Linked DNA regions of Mus musculus: region 1 is linked to region 2. Evidence: chromatin contacts called from public Hi-C data. All regions are on one chromosome and are shown on one strand. The core of a region is the stretch at or near the end of the contact, and the rest is flanking DNA. Distances in the headings are between cores, read along the strand shown.

Region 1 (6,037 bases), core at 1,004-3,503, 330 kb after region 2:
GTGTGTGTGTGTGTGTGTGTGTGTGTGCACACAACATGGGCACATGTTTATATCTTACCACAGAGAACCTTCCACCCCCACGTGCCCCCACCCCCACCCCAGTGCTGGGATTCCAAGTGCACACCACAGTGTTTGGCTTTCAGTGTGTGCTAGGGTTCAGAACTCAGGTCTGTATTCTTGCCTGGGAAGTTCTGTACTGATGGAGCCATCTCCCAGTCCTGATGACCCATGCTTTGCTTCCCATTAGCCCTTTCTGTATATTCAGTGAAACAATGAAAGACTATCTAGTTCGACGCCCAGATCCTGAATTTGGGGTTAAATAAACCTGTTTTACATTCTAGCTTTGCAATTTTGTGGGTATGTGATTTTCTGCCTTTCACTCAACTGTTCTGCCAAATCTAGCAGAGCCGCCTAAAAACACATTGACTGGAAAGCATCCATTGAATTGGGTAATTAGAAGGCCACTGGTTACCTTCACTGCAGTGGCTTCCATAGAGTGATAAGGGCAGAAGCCAGGCTTCACTGGGACTCATTAATTAATTATGTTGCTGCCACTGTATTGCATGTGTGTCTCCTCCAGCAGTTCCTAGCAGGGCCATGAGTTACCTGTGCCTTTTGCTCTCTGCTAACTTTGCCAGATGCTTTAGTAATTCAATGGGCTGCCAGGATGTAAGCTCGCTTTTCCTTCAAGGCTCATATAAGCCAGCTGTTGCAACAAGCTTCAAATGCTCCCTGTAAACTGGCAGGAGTCTGAATGCCCTGGCATCTCTGGAGGGACCAGGTACAAGCGTCAGAGCAAGAAGATTATTTAGGGAAGGCAATGTGGGAGGAAAAACCTGAACGAGGAGCCACTCAGCATGGGCAAAGGTGGAGATACTCTTGACAAGAATATTGGCCAAAAAAATATGGGGCTGGGGGAACTCTTGGAAGAAAAATTATGTCAGCAAGGAAAAAAAAAAGTGGGAAAGGCCATTCTCAATTTTCTCAGCCTGGCCCTTGCTAGGATGTTAAACACACTGTAATTAGCTTAGATACTACAACATAACTCTTGCTCAAAGCAGACGCGTCCTGTGCGTGTGTGTGTGCGCGTGTTCGTGTGTGTGTGTGTGTGTGTGTGTAACTGTGTGTGTGTGTGTGTGTGTGTGTGTGTGTGTGTGTGTGTGTGTATAACTGTGTGTGTGCACACAACATGGGCACATGTTTATATCTTACCACAGAGAACCTTCCACCCTCACGTGCCCCCACCCAGAGATGAAATGCTTGCTACTCTTCCTGGGCAGAAACTGCCTTGACCCTCACAGAAGAGCATCCTGCTAGCGTTCACTTCCAGAAGGCTCAGATGGCTGTTTGATGAGAGCTTGCAGGGCTCTAAGGCCCAGTCAGCGCTTTGTCACCTCAGTCTCACAGGAAGGCTTGTTTGTTTGTTTGTTTGATGTTTTTACTACACAATCCATTTTCATAAACTGTGACCCAGCTGCACATGTTGCTGCGAAACTACCTGAAATGAAATGTCATTATTTATTCTGCTCAGAAACAAATTTAAAATTTTCTAGACTGGGGAATAGTAAAAACAAGAAGCTGAAAAAAAACCACCTCTTAGTACAGAGATTCAATGCCAATTTTGGGATCTCTGTACCTGAGGAATAATTCTTGTTTCCTTTTTTAATGTAAAAAAAAAAAATGGATCAACGGCTCATGTATAAACTAATCTAATTGAAGTTTATTCTAGTACATTTTTAAAAAAATCATAATATTGCTTATAAAATTCTCCTAGAAAGCCCTCATCTTAATCATCAGTCAGCATTTTATTATATTATCATCCTTAATTGATTGACGTTTAATCACAGTCTTTGTATTTTACTATCCCTTGTGCTCATAAGAGGCAATTTTCTCTTTACTGTAGTTTAACAGCTGATGAAAAAGATTTAAGGAAACCTATAAACTTAAGATTGGTTAATGGTCCCTTATAAAAGAATATTATACTTCCAGGATCCATTGCGCAGATGTGATGCTCAATTGTAGAAATGTGCGTGGGGTTTATTAAATTACAGCACAAATCTTCAGTCTTCTGAGTTATTGTCCATGTTGGGATTGTTAGGCAAATGGGGAGACACATTATTGCTTCCAGTTGTTCGCATTACTGTGGTGCGATGCAGTCGGAGACAGCTGGCACATCGCTGTAGGCAAGTGGAGCGCTTCAGCAGCTGCTGAGAACGGGGCCCAAGTGAAAGTCCAGCTCGCTGACTCAGTGCTGGCCACCTCATCAAAGGTTTCCGGAACATGGGAAATAAATGAAGCAAGCTGGCTGTCAGAGAGCGAGCAAGCAGGGACGAGAAAAAAGCGCTAATGGCCATGGGGAGGCAGTGGGGTTACCTTGGATGCATAGTGCTCCTTGATCCAAAGGCATTTCTTCTCCTGCCTCCTTGCGACAGGGTCTGGTCATTAGACGTCCGTTGGTTGGTTGTGTGGTTTTGATTGTGAGACAGGATCTTATTCTGTAGCTCTGTTTGGCTGAAACTCACCGCATAGCCCAAGTTGTCTTGGAACTCATGAAAATTCCTCCCACTGAGCTCAGCCAATTAAGTGCTAGAATTCTAAGCTTCGCACCCAGCTTTCCTGTTGGACTTTCTTACAGGAAAGGCCCTTCAGCGCTGTTCCTTGCTATTTTGTACTTACGTTTAAAATGTTGCTATTGTGTTTTCCTTTGCTTTGGTTTCTGCACTGTAGTACCAACGTGTTTGAAAATAAGGAAGGATCACAGGCCAGTGGAAATGCCTTCGTTTAGATTTTGGCATCTAAACAACAAAATCTCCCCGCTGATATTAGATAATAGGAGTGACCTCCTCCGTGCTGGGACTGCAGATGTGTGCACCATGCCCAGCACTTGATGTAGGTTCTGGGGACCCAAATCTTCACGTTTTTGTGGCGAACACATTATCAACTGAACCACATTCCCTTCCATTGTTGGCACGGTGGGTTTTATAGAGTAAAACTGAAGTTCCTAAAAGATAGAGTGGGGACTTGGTTAAAGCCTGCACTACATCATCAAAAGGTTTATCTCAAAGTCCCACTCAAAGGCAGAAAACACAGTAACAAAGAGTCCAGTTCTTAACCCACACATAGGCCTCTACCTATGTGATGCCTAGAAAAATACATTGTCTCCAAGCTTCTGTTGTCTTATTCCCCACAGCATGAAAAGATAACGCTTCATGCCTAATAAGACTGTTTTTATTTTTTTTTAAATTAAGGTTCATATATGTAGGCATACCTTTGATCGTGGCATCTATGAAAATTAAAGGCCTCTAGCAAATGGTAGCTACTAGTTTATGCAAGTCTTAACACTTGAATTGTATTCTTGTAAGTAACTCTATATTTTGTCTTCTTGTGTCTTTCAGTTATAATTTTCTTACTGTATTACCCAAGGATGAATGATGTTTAAAATCCCTTTCTACGTGCCCCTCACTTAGGTTATTTCTCATTTGACCTGAAACTTTCAGCAAAATGTAGGACAAAGGTAACGCAAACACTGTGGTCTGGCAAATAGTCATTCATCCAAAGCTACCTAGTGGGGGACTACTTCCTGTACTCACATGGCATTTCAGGGGGAGGGGGAAGGGGGAGCAGGCCTGGGGGGGGGGGAGTAGGAATTAGGAGTGAGTATAAACAAATATATCATGTGAAGCTCTCCAAGTACTCACAAAAGTATTTTTAAATATATATAATTTTTGAAATACTCTCATACCCCAGAAATGATGTTGAGTTCTCAGACCACAAACAACAAATATACAAGAACCCCTTCCTTCACAGAATGCCTGGTGCAGTGAGGCTAAATAGTTGTACAGACAAATTTAATGCAGAAACACGCAGTTGCCCTGAGAGATGCTAACACAGAAGGTGCCAGTCACAACCCCCCCACCCCCCCCCCACACACACAATGAAGCTCAAATCTACGGCCAAAAGTATCAAATTCTCCTATGTGTTAGACAAAAGAGGTTCAAATTAAAACAGATATGCTTCCTTCCTGTCCCTCCACTGACCTTCATTCCCAGCCTTCCATCCCTGCGTCCCAGGAAGGTCTCTGGTGAGCCCTCCACTGCCCAAAGTAACAAGCAAGAACAAGATGGTGCATATCTTGTATGACTTTCTAAGACCCAAGGTAAGTCCAGAAGCAGGTCTCTTTTCTTCTTCTTTTCCATTTTTTTTTTTAAAGTTTTTCGAGACAGGGTTTCTCTGTGTAGCCTTGGCTGTCCTGGAACTCACTTTGTAGACCAGGCTGGCCTCGAACTCAGAAATCCATCTGCCTCTGCCTCCTGAGTGCTGGGTTTAAAGGCGTGCATCACCATGCCTGGCTCTTTTCCATCATTTTTAGACGGTTCTAACTAACGCCCATCCTCCCTCAGTTTTCCTTGGAAGCTGCCTCCATCTCGGCCCCACCTCTAAATGACTGATGCCAGCTTGTGATAATGACTGATGCCAGCTTGTGATAATGACTGGTGCCCTTGTTTACTTTCTACCTCCTTTCTTTACCCCTGTGCCCAAAATACCGCTGGACACTCAGCTAATAATTAAAGATGGGGCTTGAGTTACTATTAAGGAATCAGTTACAGCTATGACACATAGTAATTGTGTAAAACTGAAAATCCTCGGAGAATTTTTTTGCTGAAGACCTGAAACCAGTGGGCAACCAGAAGCTTAAGTGTGGAGCCTTGAAAAAGTAGCCAGACATAGGCACAAGAGAGAGAGAGACAGAGAGACAGAGAGTCAGAGAGAGACAGAGAGAGACAGAGAGAGAGGCAAAGAGGCAGAGAGAGGGGGCAGAGACAGACAGACAGACAGACAGACAGAGAGAGGCAGAGAGAGAGAAAGGCAGAGAGAGAGAGAGAGAGAGAGAGAGAGAGAAGCACAAACCAGGATATTTGCAGAGGAGGAGAGAGTTGTAGGTAAGTGAGCCTCATCACTTTGTACTCTGATTCTTAATCTATTTTCATAATATCCTCCACCTGGATTTATCCCTAGTGGTACCCATGGATGCTATAAAACCTGGGTACCACCTCTCTAGACAGTGAGCCTGTCTCTGGAGCACTCTGAATGAAGTGTGGCAACCCTTCCTGTTTCCTTTGCACCTTCCAGCCACTCCTTCTGCCAAAACAAAGGTTCTAGAAAGGCCCTGGGGGCCCAAGCTCCTCCCTTAAATAGCCCAGTCACCGTTTTACCTTTAAACTGCCATCTGCCTTTGGTTTTAGGAAAGAGAACTAAGATAAAAGGAGGAAAAAACTTGGCCAATTTAGTCATTTTTGTTTGAAAGATCAATCAGTTCCCTAGGAAAGATTTTTCTGGCGTGAGAACCAGAGTACCTGGGATCTGAAAGCAATGTCTCCAGCTCAGACACTCCATTAGCTGTCAGCAGTAATCATACTTACATCCTCGTTCCCAGCCTCCAGCTAAGAGGGGATGCCTTTACACTCTCCCTGCCTGGTTGAAAAGCTCTCCCCAGCACACCGCAAGCAGACACAGCTGAGCAGAGCTGGGGGTGAGTTCCTGGCACCAAGAACTCTCCAGCAGGTGTATATACCAACTCACCCATTCTGTTCTTGGCACACACCACCAGGACCTAGGATGGGTTCTGGGGTGAGGAATTTGTCTACAGCTGAGTAAAAGTTGACTGTACATTCAGGACCAAATGCCACTGGAGAAGGCTCCTCTTGTACCAAGGACGGGCAGGGGTGCCTTCCACCTCTGCGGTGGCTGCCTAGCCTTGTCCTTTTCCAGAAACATGTTAGTTTGGAAAATGCACAAACATCCACACATAAGGTTACAGCCTGGTGCCTTTTGCTCCTCACCTTTAAATATTTCAGTGTACGAGCACAGCCTTCATTCATAATGAGCCCCCTCAAGGAAGCAGGCAGAGTTCAGAACGCGGAGGGTTAACGGGTTTTCCCTGGGCTTCTGCTTTATGGAATGTAGCTCTGCTCTGCATTTTCATATGAGTGGCTGTGGCTTTGCATTGAGCCCGGAGCAGGAGCTCCTTATTAAAAAG
Region 2 (6,007 bases), core at 2,827-5,326:
CAACGCCTACCCAGAGTGAGACCTAATCACATTTCTTTCTGCACCTTTCGAGCCATGCATGATTTCAGTCTTGTTAAACAGTGCTTCCCCCCTTATCTCTTCCGTTTTCATCTTTAGTTATGGTTAAATGATAGTAACAGACCATCTCCACATGAGATCCAAAGGGGATCTTCTACACAACAAAGCAGGCATTTCACTAAACCACATTTCTCTCTCTCTCTCTTTCTTTCTCAAACTGTCTTTCTCAAAAAATTTTTCCTTAAAATCCGTCAGCAGCTTGGATTATTAGTATGAAATATCACACATGATTTTCTATTTTGGAAACTCATAGTGCAAATTGAAGTTTTTGTGACTCAACATTTATCCCCGGTAATAAATGATCCTTGAATAACAACAACAAGAACAACAACAACAACAGGGAAACACTGTTCCCCTTCCCCCAGGTAAGTGCAGACCTATTTGAAACGAACAAGGTGGGAGGGGCTTTAAATCTTTAAATCTCTTCCTTTCTTCTGGGATTTTAGGTGATTTTTCTTACATGGGACTCCTGCCCCCAAATGAGAGCAGAAACTTCTCAGCTTTTCAACAACTTCACGGTTCTCCAAAGGAGGGAGACAGGGACCTAGAAGAGCGAGATGGGCTGTATTCAGTGGAGAGAAGTGGAAACGGAAGCAAGTTTCTTCCCTAAGATCTCCCACCCTCTCTTAATAAGTGCGATGGCAGAGTTTGAATCCGAACTAAAAAAAAAAAAAAAAAAAAAAACAGAGGGCACTCTAAAGTTCTAGAAGTAGGATGGGGGGGGGGGGACACTGTCAGATAATTTGTTCATGGATCCATGAAGAAAATTATAAAAGTAAAACCCTACTGTAGGTATGGTCATTTAATTATCCCAGAATAAATTCTTTTTTTTTTTCGGAGAACCTAATTTCTGTCTTTTGAGTTCTCATTGCCTCAAGACCTGACCAAGACCACAAGACTGAGGCCATTGGCTCCTGGGAAATGAAGATTCGGTGTGAATGACCAGGCAGCCTCCCCAAGCGCATGTAAGCTAAGCTCCAGATGCTGAGTGGAAGCCAAGCCTGGAGTCTCTTTGGAAGAGAGGAAATAAACCAAAGAGGGTGCAGGTGTGAGACTTTAGAAGGGAAAGTTAAACACAGGACTAGCTTTCTGCCCGGAAGCTCAAGGTGCAGGCTGATAGATTTCCTATGTGACTCACTTGTGCTTGGGAAGTTGGGGCGGTGGTAGTAATGGTACTGCTGCTTTCTCTTCCTTGGGGGTAAACGAGGCTGCAGAATACTGCTCCCAGGAGTTAAGTTCCTAAAGCATCTTTGCCCCCCCCCTTATTTGTCTAGTGTTTTATGTTTTGTTTTTGGTGATGGTTGGTAGTTTTATCTTTGTACATAGTTCCTTGGTCCCCAGATGATTTTGTAAGTGTCTCTGGTCAAGATCCCCAGTTCTTCACCCATCTTTCCCTCCCACCCTGCTCCCCAGAACCATCCTGCTTCTCGAAACCCCCCCAGCTCCAGTCTTTGCGTTTCTCCCCCACCCCCCAGGCCCTGCTCACCTAAACGTCCCCCATTCTCTCCTGCCATCCCAAACTTTCTCCACACCCACACCCCTGTTCTCTAGGCTGGGGGACAGCTAGGGCCGGGTGCAGAGTGGAGCTGAGGGAAGGGCAAGAAAAGGAACTCCCCAAATGCAGGCAGGATAACGGACAGTCTAAATGAGGGGAAGTGGGCCAGAGGGAGCCCCAGAAACGCACCCCTCAGCTCCCCAGTGTGCCCCACCCGGCGTCTCACACCCTCCTCAGTAAGTGGCAGAGAATTTCATCCGCTTCTGCTTCTGTCTCTGGTTGCAAAACCACACCCGCACCACGTTCTTTTTGAGGTCCAGTTTCTCGGCGATGGCGGCGATCTTCTCAGACGAGGGCCGGGGTTGTACGGCAAAATAGGCCTCGAGGGAGCGCTTCTCGGGCGCGGCGATGGAAGTCCGCTTGCGCTTCTTCTCGCCGCCGTTGAAGAGCTCCGGCTTGTTCATTTTCTCACGCTGCGCGCCCTCGGCCTCCTCCAGCCACGCCTGCAGGATGGGCTTGAGCGCGATCATGTTGTTGTGCGAGAGCGTGAGCGACTCGAACCTGCAGATGGTGCTCTGGCTGAGCGAGCCCACGCCCGGGATCTTGAGGTTGGCCAGCGCCGAGCCCACGTCGGCCTGCGTCACGCCCAGCTTGATGCGCCGCTGCTTGAAGCGCTCGGCGAACGCCTCGAGCTCGCGCGGGTCCGTGTCCGAGTCGCAGATGGACGCCAGGCCCGCCGCGCCCACCACCGCCGCCGCGGCCGACGCCGCCGCCACCTGCCCCGCCGCCGCCGCCGCCGCTGCCGCCGCCGCGCCGTGGTGCGCCGCCGCGGCCACGAGCCCGGGATGCGGCAGCCCGGACGGCATGTTCATGGCCGCCGCCGCCGCGGGGTGCGACAGGTGGCCCAGGCCGTGCATGTGCGGGTGCGGATGCGCCGAGCCGCCCAAGAGCCCGCCGCCCGGGCCGCCGCCGCCGCCCCCCGGGCCGCCGCCGCCGCCGCCACCCCCGGGGCCGCCGCCGCCCGGGCCACCGCCGCCCCCCGGTCCGCCTCCGCCCCCGGGGCCGTCGTGGGCGCCGCCGCCGCCTCCCGCCGCGCCTGCGCCCCCTGCGCCGGCCATGAGCGCGAGCGACGGCGACGAGATGTGGTCCAGCAGGTCACCGGGCTCGAGCGCCTGGTGGTGGTGGTGGTGGTGGTGGTGGTGCGCCAGCGGCACGGTGGACGTGGACGTGCAGGGCACGCTATTCATCGTGTGGTACGTGGCGTCCGGCTTGAAAGGGTGGCTCTTGCCCTGGGACACCGCGATGTCCACGGCCGCCAGCGCCTCGGCCCGCGCCAGCAGCGTCTCGTCCAGGCTGGCGAAGAGGTTGCTCTGCAGCTGCAGGCGACACAAACCAAACCAAAAAGAAAAGGAAAGAAAAAAAAAAGAAGAAAGAAAAAGAAAAAAAAAGAAAAAAGGGGGGACAAACACCAAAGAAACCACAAAACAAACACACAAGCAGGAAAGCACGGGCAAAAGGCAAAACACAAAGCGACCAAAATAACAACGGGGGGTGGGAAGAGCAGGGTCAACGGAGGACCGGGGGACGATTTGAGAACATGCCGGGGTGGGGGAAATAGAAGGGGAGAGGCACAGGGCCAGGGAAGGGTAGAAGGGGACGCACACGGAAACACATTCCGGGGAAGACAGTGGGAGACGACAAAAAAGAGCGAAAAGAAGAAGAAAAAGAAGAAATGGAGATGTCACTCGAAGCTAAGGACCCGTGCCACACACCCGAACGAGAAAGCGAGCGAGCGAGCGAGCGAGCGAGCGAGCGAGCAGAGATCGCCTTGTGCAGGCGTAAAATTAACCGACAAAGTGGAGCCAAGTCGACAGCCGCGGCCCGAGAGCTCCCCGCGGATGGCAGGCGCTGGACAGAGGCACAGGCGGATGGGACCCGGGCCTCCAGCGGCCCCGGGCCACGCGTGCCTGGCAGCGGGATCCCTCTAAGAGCAGTCCCGCCCGCGGGAGCGGGGCCCGGAGCCGCCCGGGGCAGCTGCCGCCAGGCAGCGGCGCGGAGCGGGGGAGGGGGCGAGCGCGCGGGCCGGGACCGGGGCCGCGGGCGTGGGGCGCTTACCGGCGGCGTGGGCAGGCAGGCCCGCCGGATGGCCTCGGAGCTGGAGTGCAGCGACGGGTACTTGTGCTCAGGGAGGGTGGGATGCATGGCAAAGTGAGGCTGCTTGCTGTTCATGGACATCATCTTGGCGCCTTGGCATGTAAAAATCCACAAAACACTCGCAAAGTCCGCGGCAAAGTGCGCACGCCGGCTCGCCCGGCCTCCGTCCCGAGGCTGCGCTCGCTCGCACTGCTCGGCGGCTCCGCTCGGAGGCTCGCCGCGGGGGCTGCTGCTGCTGCTGCTGCCGCTGCTGCGCCGGCGAGCGCAGCCCGCTGCCTCGGACCGACCGCGCAGAGCGCCCGCCCGCCGGCCCGCGCGCAGGTCCCGCGATCCCGCTTCTCCGAGAGCTCTAGCCCCGGCGCGCCGACGGGCTGCGCTCCTCTTACACCTGAGCCCCACTTCTCGCGGCCGGCCCGGGCAGCTCTCGCGAGAGCTCGCGGGCCCCGCCGCGCTGACAGACAGCAGCTGTCTCCGTCTGTCTGGCGCGCGCCCTCCCCGCGGCCGCGGCGCCGTGCTTGGGCGAGCGAGCGGGCGGGCGGGCGCGCGCGCGCTCGTCGAGCCGCGACCGGCGGCGGCGCGTGGGAGCCGCTCTTATAGTGACCACCAGCAAGGACAAGGCAGGTGATGCACCTGTAGCTGGCCAGGCATGCGCGCTGCAGGTCCCACCTTGCCTCCGCCGGTCTGCAAAGATCAAAAAGGGCCCGTTATTGTTGAAGGGTAGGAACCTTTTGGAGGAAGAAAGCCAGGATGCAAGCACTCCTCTCGGGTGTGTTTTCCTCCCAGAATATATGCGCATTATTTAGGCACACCTCCACTACCCGGTGCCTAACAAGCTGTTATATAATGTATACAGAGAGGCATTTGTATGTTAAATTATGCCCGTGCATTCCTCTGTATATGGAGAAAAATAGCAACACAGAAATGCGCTGTGGATGATGCTGTCTTTATGCTGCAAGAACCTGTTTCTTTCATGGTTTATAAATAGGCTCCCGGAGAATAATAGCCATGACAGACAGTTGTTTGAAGCAGTCAGACGCTATTGATTTCCACGTAATTTAATTTCTCTGCATACTTTGTTGTTGTGAATATAACTGTGTCAGGCACCACCAGTGACAGTCACTTAGGAGCAGTAAGGAGTGTGTGCTTTCTACTCGGGAAAAGCTGTTGAAATGAAATTGTGCATTTCTCTTATTGTTTGTCTCCTTTAACCGTGTACAAACTCACATTTCAAAGGAGCTCTAGGTGATCTGAGGCTTTGAGTCATCAAAAAGGAAAAATAGTAAACAGGGTGTAGCCGAGATCTTTATCTTTTCCTCTCCAGTGAGACACACACACACACACACACACACACACACTTTTTTCCCCCCTGGAAACTCCAGGAAAAGAAATCCACTTCAGAGAAAAGGGAATAAGATGTTGAAAAGAGAACTTTCTTTCACATCGCTTTGGACCCTTGCTTTTTATATCTGCCTGCTTACAGTATTTTTCTTACCTGGGATACAGAATGAAGCTAATCTATAGATTGTAATTCAAAATGTAAATTCAAATCAGATAGAAGGAACTGGTATGCTATCTAGTCCAGCCTTCAATAATAGTAACAACAACAACTGTGAAATGAAGACCTATGAAGAAGAAATAAATTAATGAACCTGTTATATTACCCTCATGTAGCAGCAGATCAAGGGCCTCTCTGGGGAGCCTCAGCTTGGGTGCCTAAGTCCCTAAGGATACAGTCCTTGCCTAGGGTGATAATAACGGTCCAGATGTTATCACATCTGCTGGCTAGAGAGCCTGAGAGAGACAAGAAACTGCTTATGGGAAGCAGAGATCAGATACATAATCTTTCAGGTCACTCGCACAACAAGAAGGTCTGCATTTCCACCAAAGAGGAGATCTCATTTCTGCAAACCCAAATCTTTGGTCCAGCAGATTTGTATTTTTCCTTTGCTTTAGAGAGTGTATATCTTCAGGACACCCACGAGTTTATTCAGATTCCAAGAAGAGCCCACAGACATCACTGGCTTTTCTTTCTTCTCTTTCCTTTCTGCCCTCCCAACCCCTCCCTTTCTTCTAGCCTGAGAGGGAAGTGAGAAGGATGTTCATTTGCTGGTGCAAGAAGGAGCCACTTCTTCATCCATTATGTGGCTCCCCTGGGAGCGCTAAATGCAACTCTATCTCAGCGGGAAATGGACTATGAGCGGGACATCGCCGGAGGGAAAGAGTGAGTCCAATGGTCTGGGCCCCACTGGGTGTCCAGGCTTAACCTAACCCTTCCTGACA

What was found. A called contact is a pair of places that touch in the nucleus more often than the background predicts.
Region 1: a contact with region 2 is called in a Hi-C map of myocytes, with 1.9 times the contacts expected there. The contact joins the enhancer-like site here to the promoter of Pou4f1 in region 2. A contact is called at or near these places in 2 of 39 promoter capture datasets (embryonic stem cells and frontonasal cranial neural crest), 6 of 484 Hi-C or Micro-C datasets (embryonic fibroblasts, embryonic stem cells, lens fibers and 3 more) and 10 of 115 datasets of contacts at active chromatin or transcription factors (bone marrow-derived macrophages, craniofacial prominence, embryonic basal ganglia and 7 more).

The regions. Positions count from the first base shown.
Region 1 is chr14:104,794,343-104,800,379 of GRCm38.p6, forward strand. All of the region lies in intron 2 of D130009I18Rik (RIKEN cDNA D130009I18 gene), which reads left to right. Among named protein-coding and RNA genes, the nearest start is that of D130009I18Rik, 160 kb to the left of the region's middle. Within about 2 kb of position 2,254, at least 16 of the 459 cell types and tissues checked have an H3K27ac peak or open chromatin away from gene starts, as enhancers often do. A contact at or near this core is called in myocytes and neural tube, where this site is marked.
Region 2 is chr14:104,463,923-104,469,929 of GRCm38.p6, forward strand. Pou4f1 (POU domain, class 4, transcription factor 1) reads right to left here and starts at 4,077. Exons shown (of 3, transcript NM_011143.4): 1 at 3,689-4,077; 2 at 1,763-2,949; 3 at 1-622. The coding sequence starts at 3,811. The coding sequence ends at 1,807.